Regions from separate parts of the Mus musculus genome. Here region 2 is linked to region 1. A link is a contact called in public HiChIP or PLAC-seq data. All regions are on one chromosome and are shown on one strand. The core of a region is the stretch at or near the end of the contact, and the rest is flanking DNA. Distances in the headings are between cores, read along the strand shown. Region 1 holds the start of Ticrr (TOPBP1-interacting checkpoint and replication regulator). Region 2 holds the start of Sema4b (sema domain, immunoglobulin domain (Ig), transmembrane domain (TM) and short cytoplasmic domain, (semaphorin) 4B).

The links. HiChIP or PLAC-seq counts read pairs in DNA pulled down with a chosen protein or histone mark.
Region 2: an H3K4me3 HiChIP or PLAC-seq map of the SCID.adh cell line shows a contact between it and region 1, with 9 read pairs. The contact joins the promoter of Sema4b here to the promoter of Ticrr in region 1. A contact is called at or near these places in 2 of 39 promoter capture datasets (neural stem cells and stem cell-derived epiblast-like cells) and 2 of 115 datasets of contacts at active chromatin or transcription factors (the SCID.adh cell line and embryonic stem cells).

Annotation. Positions count from the first base shown.
Region 1 is chr7:79,658,705-79,661,739 of GRCm38.p6, forward strand. It overlaps Ticrr (TOPBP1-interacting checkpoint and replication regulator), which reads left to right and starts at 1,492. Exons shown (of 22, transcript NM_029835.1): 1 at 1,492-2,298. The coding sequence starts at 1,636.
Region 2 is chr7:80,197,146-80,199,845 of GRCm38.p6, forward strand. It overlaps Sema4b (sema domain, immunoglobulin domain (Ig), transmembrane domain (TM) and short cytoplasmic domain, (semaphorin) 4B), which reads left to right and starts at 1,443. Exons shown (of 14, transcript NM_001360135.2): 1 at 1,443-1,625. The coding sequence starts at 1,508.

The sequences.
Region 1 (3,035 bases), core at 242-2,741:
CTGCACCTCCAGAAGATCTGGGTTCGATTCCCATCATGCAAGGCTGACTCACAATCAGCTGCAACTCCAGTTCCAGGGGATCCAACACCCTATTCTGATCTCTGAGCACAGGCATGCACATGTGCAAAACGCCCATACACACACACACACACAAAAAAAAATCCACTGGCCAGAGATGAGACCAAGAGGGAGCATACTTGCTAACAACATGCCAGGCTGGGAGTTCCATCCCTAGCAACACCTCCCTGCCCCCATATACAATAAAGTTAAAAAGAAAGCGGGAGGGGGGAGGAGGAAGACACGAATGAGTGTTGGAGATGTTGGTTCAGTGCTTGACTGTCCAGCATTCAGGAAGTCTTGGGTTTGATCCCCAATACCCCATAAACTGCGTTTGGTGCAGGGGCATGTCTACAGTCCCAGAACTAGGAAGGTGGAGGCAGGATGATCAGAGAAGTACAAGGTACAGTTTGAGGCCAATTTGGAATATAAAAGAAAGTCACAAAAACAAACACACAACAAAAACAAGTAAAACAAAACCAAGACTTCAGAAAACACTAATCTACTGAATGGATGAGCTGTAAGAAGGCGGGTGCTGGAAATCGGACGTTCTAGTGTTTTTTTCTGCACCCATTGGACTGGCTTGCGTACTCTCTGGTGTGTTCACTCCTTAGTTTGTAAAACAGCCTCCCCAGGTGCTCTGCAGACGTCTGATTAGGTATCTTTATATTACATTTTCCTACCTAGGACCCGTATTGCTCTTCTGTCACTTCTCTTTCTTCCCGAAAACACTTCCCTGCCTTCCAGACCTTTACAATAGAGTATCCGAGGTCCTTCCACTATGCTCCAGCCTTGCTAAGTAGCCCCTGCTGGCTTGGAACCTGCGATCCTCCTACCTCCGTCCCTCGAGTTTGAGGATTATGAAATGTTCCTTTCGTCTTTTACAGAAAAAAAAAATTAAGCCCTCCGTCATAGGCTAAAAGACTTAAGAGTAGTCTAAAGTGAACTTGACTCAAGCATCCTAAACCCCTCACTGTGCACATCCCAGGCTTCAGGGTTCTAGTAAACACGCCCCGCCTTCCGCAGGCGACACACACACTCACGTACGCGCGCGCGTGTACAGACACACACACACACACACACACACACACACACACACACACACACACTCACTCACACTCACACTCACACACTCACACTCACACACTCACACTCACACTCACACTCACATCTGCGCACAGTAGCCCAAACGAAGGCTTCCGCGCCCACCGCCACGCCCCCGAAGTACCGCCTCTTTAAATTTTAAAACGAAGGCTCAGGCCAATGAGAACTACATTTCTCCCGGAACTCAGCGCCCCGCCCACCGCCACACCCTCCACCAATCAAGCGGAGGTCTTCCACACGCCTTCCAGTTAGGGTTAAAGAGGGAAGTGCTTACGTAACTTACGTTCAGCCTGCAGCCAATAGGAGCCGAGTTTGGGTACCAGCTCCTCCAATAGCTGCAGCTGTCGGAGAGCGCGGGAGCCTTCGGAGCAGGGCCTCAGAGAAGCGGGCAATGGCGCTGGTTCTCTGAAGAGAGTGCTTTACCTCAGGAAGGGCCACGCGCGGCCGGGCAGAGGGAGTCCCGTGGCGGCCGAGATGGCCTGCTGTCACAAAGTGATGCTGCTGGTGGACACAGCGGGCGTCTCTGCTCCTCATAGCCCGGCCCGACGCGCCGCCCTCCGGCTCCTCACTTACCTGAGCTGCCGCTTCGGCCTTGCCAGGGTCCACTGGACCTTCAAGTTCTTCGACTCTCAGGGGGCACGGAGCCGGCCCTCCCGCGTGTCCGACTTCCGCGAGCTGGGGAGCCGCTCCTGGGAGGACTTCGAGGAGGAGCTGGAGGCCAGGCTGGGGGATCGCCCTCCCGGAGCTCACCTGCCGGGCCCGACGCCCAGAGCCACCCACACGCACGGTGCCCTGATGGAGACGCTGCTCGACTACCAGTGGGACCGGCCGGAGATCACGTCGCCCACCAAGCCGATCCTGCGGAGTAGCGGCAGGAGGCTGCTGGACGCCGACGGCGAGGCCAGGGAGGCCCAGGCCGCGCTCGGGGGCTTTGGGAACGCCGTCTTCCTCCTGGCGCCCTGTCCTCACTCGCAGAGGGAGCTGCTTCAGTTCGTGTCCGGGTGCGAGGCACAGGCTCAACGCGTGCCGCTCACCCCCAAGCAGGTGATGGAGAAGGTGTTGCCCAAGAGAGTCCAAGAGGTTATGATCGCCCGAAATATCACCTTGTACTGGGTGGACACCACCGAGCGATCTAAGGTAAGGTGAGAAGCAGTCTGGATCCGGTCCGCAACTCCCCGACAGCTGAACTTGTCAGGCTCCGTAAAGTGCCACAGACCCAGAATGAACCCCGTGTGCCTTCCGAGGGAAACCCTTGCGGGTCGCAAAGGACAGCGTTCCTCCAACAAAATGGGTAGATTCTGGGTACCTATTAAATCCGAGTGTGGAAGAGCCTCTGCGCTTTGGTACCTGGGTGCTTTTGCGTCCTTAGTTTTGCTACACAGCACTTGTATTCCAGCATGGTGGAAGCCTGGTTCAGCCAGGCTACAGGACTTGGCCGCTTGTTTTGTCTAGTGCTGCTGTGTCTTCCTGGACCTCTAATCCTCTCCCTCTGAGGCAGTAGAAACCTCTCTTAACCTTTGTTGTTGGCCCGGCCTGATGACGCCCCAGCCCTCAGGAGGCAGAGAGGCAGGTCTCTCTCTAGTTCTAGCCTCCATCCAGGTCTATGCAGAGAGGCCCCATCTCCAAAACAAAAGCAAACCCCTTTGTTGTTGTGGCCTGTGCTCTTTCTCTATTGTGTTCCAGTTGGACACACCAGACACACCTGTCATCTTCCATTTATTCTAAAAACACCACCTCAATGACTGTCCATGGAAAGCTGAGGCAGGACTGTCACAGTGCAGGGCTAGCCAGGGCTGCTAGATCTTGTTTCAAAAAAAAAAAAAAAAAAAAAAAAGCAAACAACAAAAATCTCACAGTTACAGGTCTTAACTCCG
Region 2 (2,700 bases), core at 193-2,692, 540 kb after region 1:
TCCTGCTTCTGACTCCCAGGTTGATGGGATTAAAGGCCTGGGCTACAGGCCTGACCTTGAAACAGTATTTAAAGTGCTATTTATTTCATGTGCATTGGTGTTTTGCCTGCATATATATTTTATGTTACACACACAAACACACAGGTCAGAGGTCACAGCTTGTGGAGTAGACTCTGTCTACTGTGTTTGAGAAGAGATTAACAGGAGGAAAGGAAGCAGCAGTTAGAGCAGAAACAGTACATTTCAGATGATGGGTTAACCAGTGCAATTGGACATGTGGCATATGAGAAAAGACACGAGACTGTAGAAGGATGTCAGGGTGGTGACAGTACAGGAGTTGTGGAGCATGGGGAAGTCTGGATGTAAGAAAGAAGACCTGAGACCATCCAAGAGCTTGTCTGCTCTGACTGCCACCTGCCTGTGGGGGTGGGGAGGAGAGTAGAAAGATGTGGCTCTGGAACTGCCCACATGGGCACACATGGGCAGCAGCGAGTGCAGTGTAGCTTCGACAACTGCAGAAAAGTCTGGGGGAAGTGGTTTCATTGCCACAAGAACAATGAACACATATTTTTAAGTTTTTAATTTTATCCATTCACCTAGGAAAAGCTGAAACGGGTTTCCAAAACCTTGATGTCTTTGTTGATCTCCCCCTCTTTATTTCCCTCTATTCCTTTGCTGTGGCTCCACCAAATTGACTTCAGATTGGGGTACCTGCGGGTGGATACCTCTGGCGTCTCATTCCAGCCTTAGGGAATCCTTTCCTATGCTCAGCCACGTGCTGGTTGTGGGGGGGAAGGTCTAGCCTCTTTGGCAGTGCAGTCCGTGAAATCCTAATTATCCCACTTGAACTGATTCTGCGCCGGCCCCGGGCTTCGCGTGGACAGAATTCTAAGCATGGACAACCGAGCAGAGTATCTAGATTCTAGACCATGCATAGACCTCTCGCGGAAGTAAGACTGGAAAGCTACCAGTCTCCGTCTCAGAGTCTGCACAGCTCCCAGAGCGGGGGTGGGGGTAGGTAGGGGGCATGTGGGGCAGGGTTCCCGGGAGCCGGAAGGAGGGCGGGTCCGTGCGGCTTTGCGAGCTCCTCGGTCTCCGGGCTTCAGGTCCCCAGGCTCTGCTCCGCTCCCCCTCCCCCCCAGTGCCCCAAGTCGGGTGACTCGATCCAGCGCCCCTCGTACTTCAGCGCCCAGGAAGGAGGAAGGGGAAAGAGCTGGGCAAGGACCAGCTAGGAGGCCCGCCTACCCGTCGACTTCCTGCTCCGCGCCCTCCTCCCTGCGGCGAGAGCGCGGGGCTTTCACCCGCAGCACTGGGCAGAGGGAGCCTACGGTGCGGCGGCCCACGTGACCACCTTCCCTGCCGCCCACCCCCAGGTCCAGAGGCGGAGGCCGAGGGAAGGACTCCGGGCCGAACCGCGGGGCGGGGCTCCAGCCTGCGATTCCACTTGAGCAACCTGAGCCGGAGGAGGACGCCGCTGCCTGCTGCGGTCCGAGCTCCACGCGCCGCGATGGGCCGGGCGAGCCGCTCCGCTGTCCTGCGGCGCGCGCTGCTGCTGCTGCTGCTACTGCTGCTGCTGCGGACGACGACTACGCGGGCGCTCGGCCCCCGGATCAGTGTGCCGCTGGGTAAGTGCTATGGGGCGCGGCAGAAGGAGGGGAGCGCGGGCAACGAGATGCTTGGTGGGGTGGCCACGACAAAGGAGAGGTTGAGGTCCACTAGGACCAGGAAAGCAGTTGTGGTCAAAGCGAAAGAGGAGGGAAAGCTAGGGAGCTGAGAGCCCTTTTCTTCCATTTTCTATCTGGACTTGGAGAGGGCCGCTTTCTTGCTCGGTTGCAGCTGCTCTTGCTCGGAGGGAGCACACTCGGCACTAGGGGCCTCAGGTGCCAGCCATCCTGCCTACTCATTTACTTGTCTTTGATGCTGACCAGAGTCAGCCTTGGAGCCACCAACGGCACGGGGCTGAGGGCACTGCTGCTGGCCGTGCTATAAACTCTGGGCTTATGATATTCTCAGTCAGCCACAGCAGAGCCTGGAGTTTGGCGGGTGGGTGCCAGGTCTTTCCTCCCTGCCGGCCCATCTCTGACTGATCGACCTGGAGAATTCACCCCCTACTCCAAACACAGGGACTTGGAAACTGACATTGCGAAGACCCATCTGTACCCTGTCTAGAGGGGCCTGAGGGTATCACCCTGGTGGGCCACATTCCTTTTTTGGTGGTTTACAGCTGCCCCTGGCTGCCTGTGTTTCCAATCCTCCACTCATTCTTTACTTCCCTTAGTCTGATCGCCCCTGAACCTTTTCCAGGGAACCTCAACGTTTGGAATTCTAGGGACTTAGCCCAGTAAGTACTTCCTACTGCCCGCACTCCAGCTTCCTCCCCTGCAAAGTCGCCTCAGGCTTAGATACCTTGCAAAGTCATCTTGGGAAATTCATAAAACTTGGTGCATTCGGAGGGCATCAGGCACATAGGTGCCAACAGACAATGTTTGGCCAAACCCCTCTAAATTGCAAACTGTCACTGTGAGTTAGTGCATAAATTAGAGGTTACAGACTAAAACTCTACCAGACTTCCTACTCCATATTTGCATCCCCACCCCTAAAAGCATCCCATTTGCAAAAGGATAGAATCAGCTCTTCAGTTAAGGCCCCTAACAGGATCTCAGTCCCTTATCCAAAACATTGTTGGTAGCTCAAGTTCAA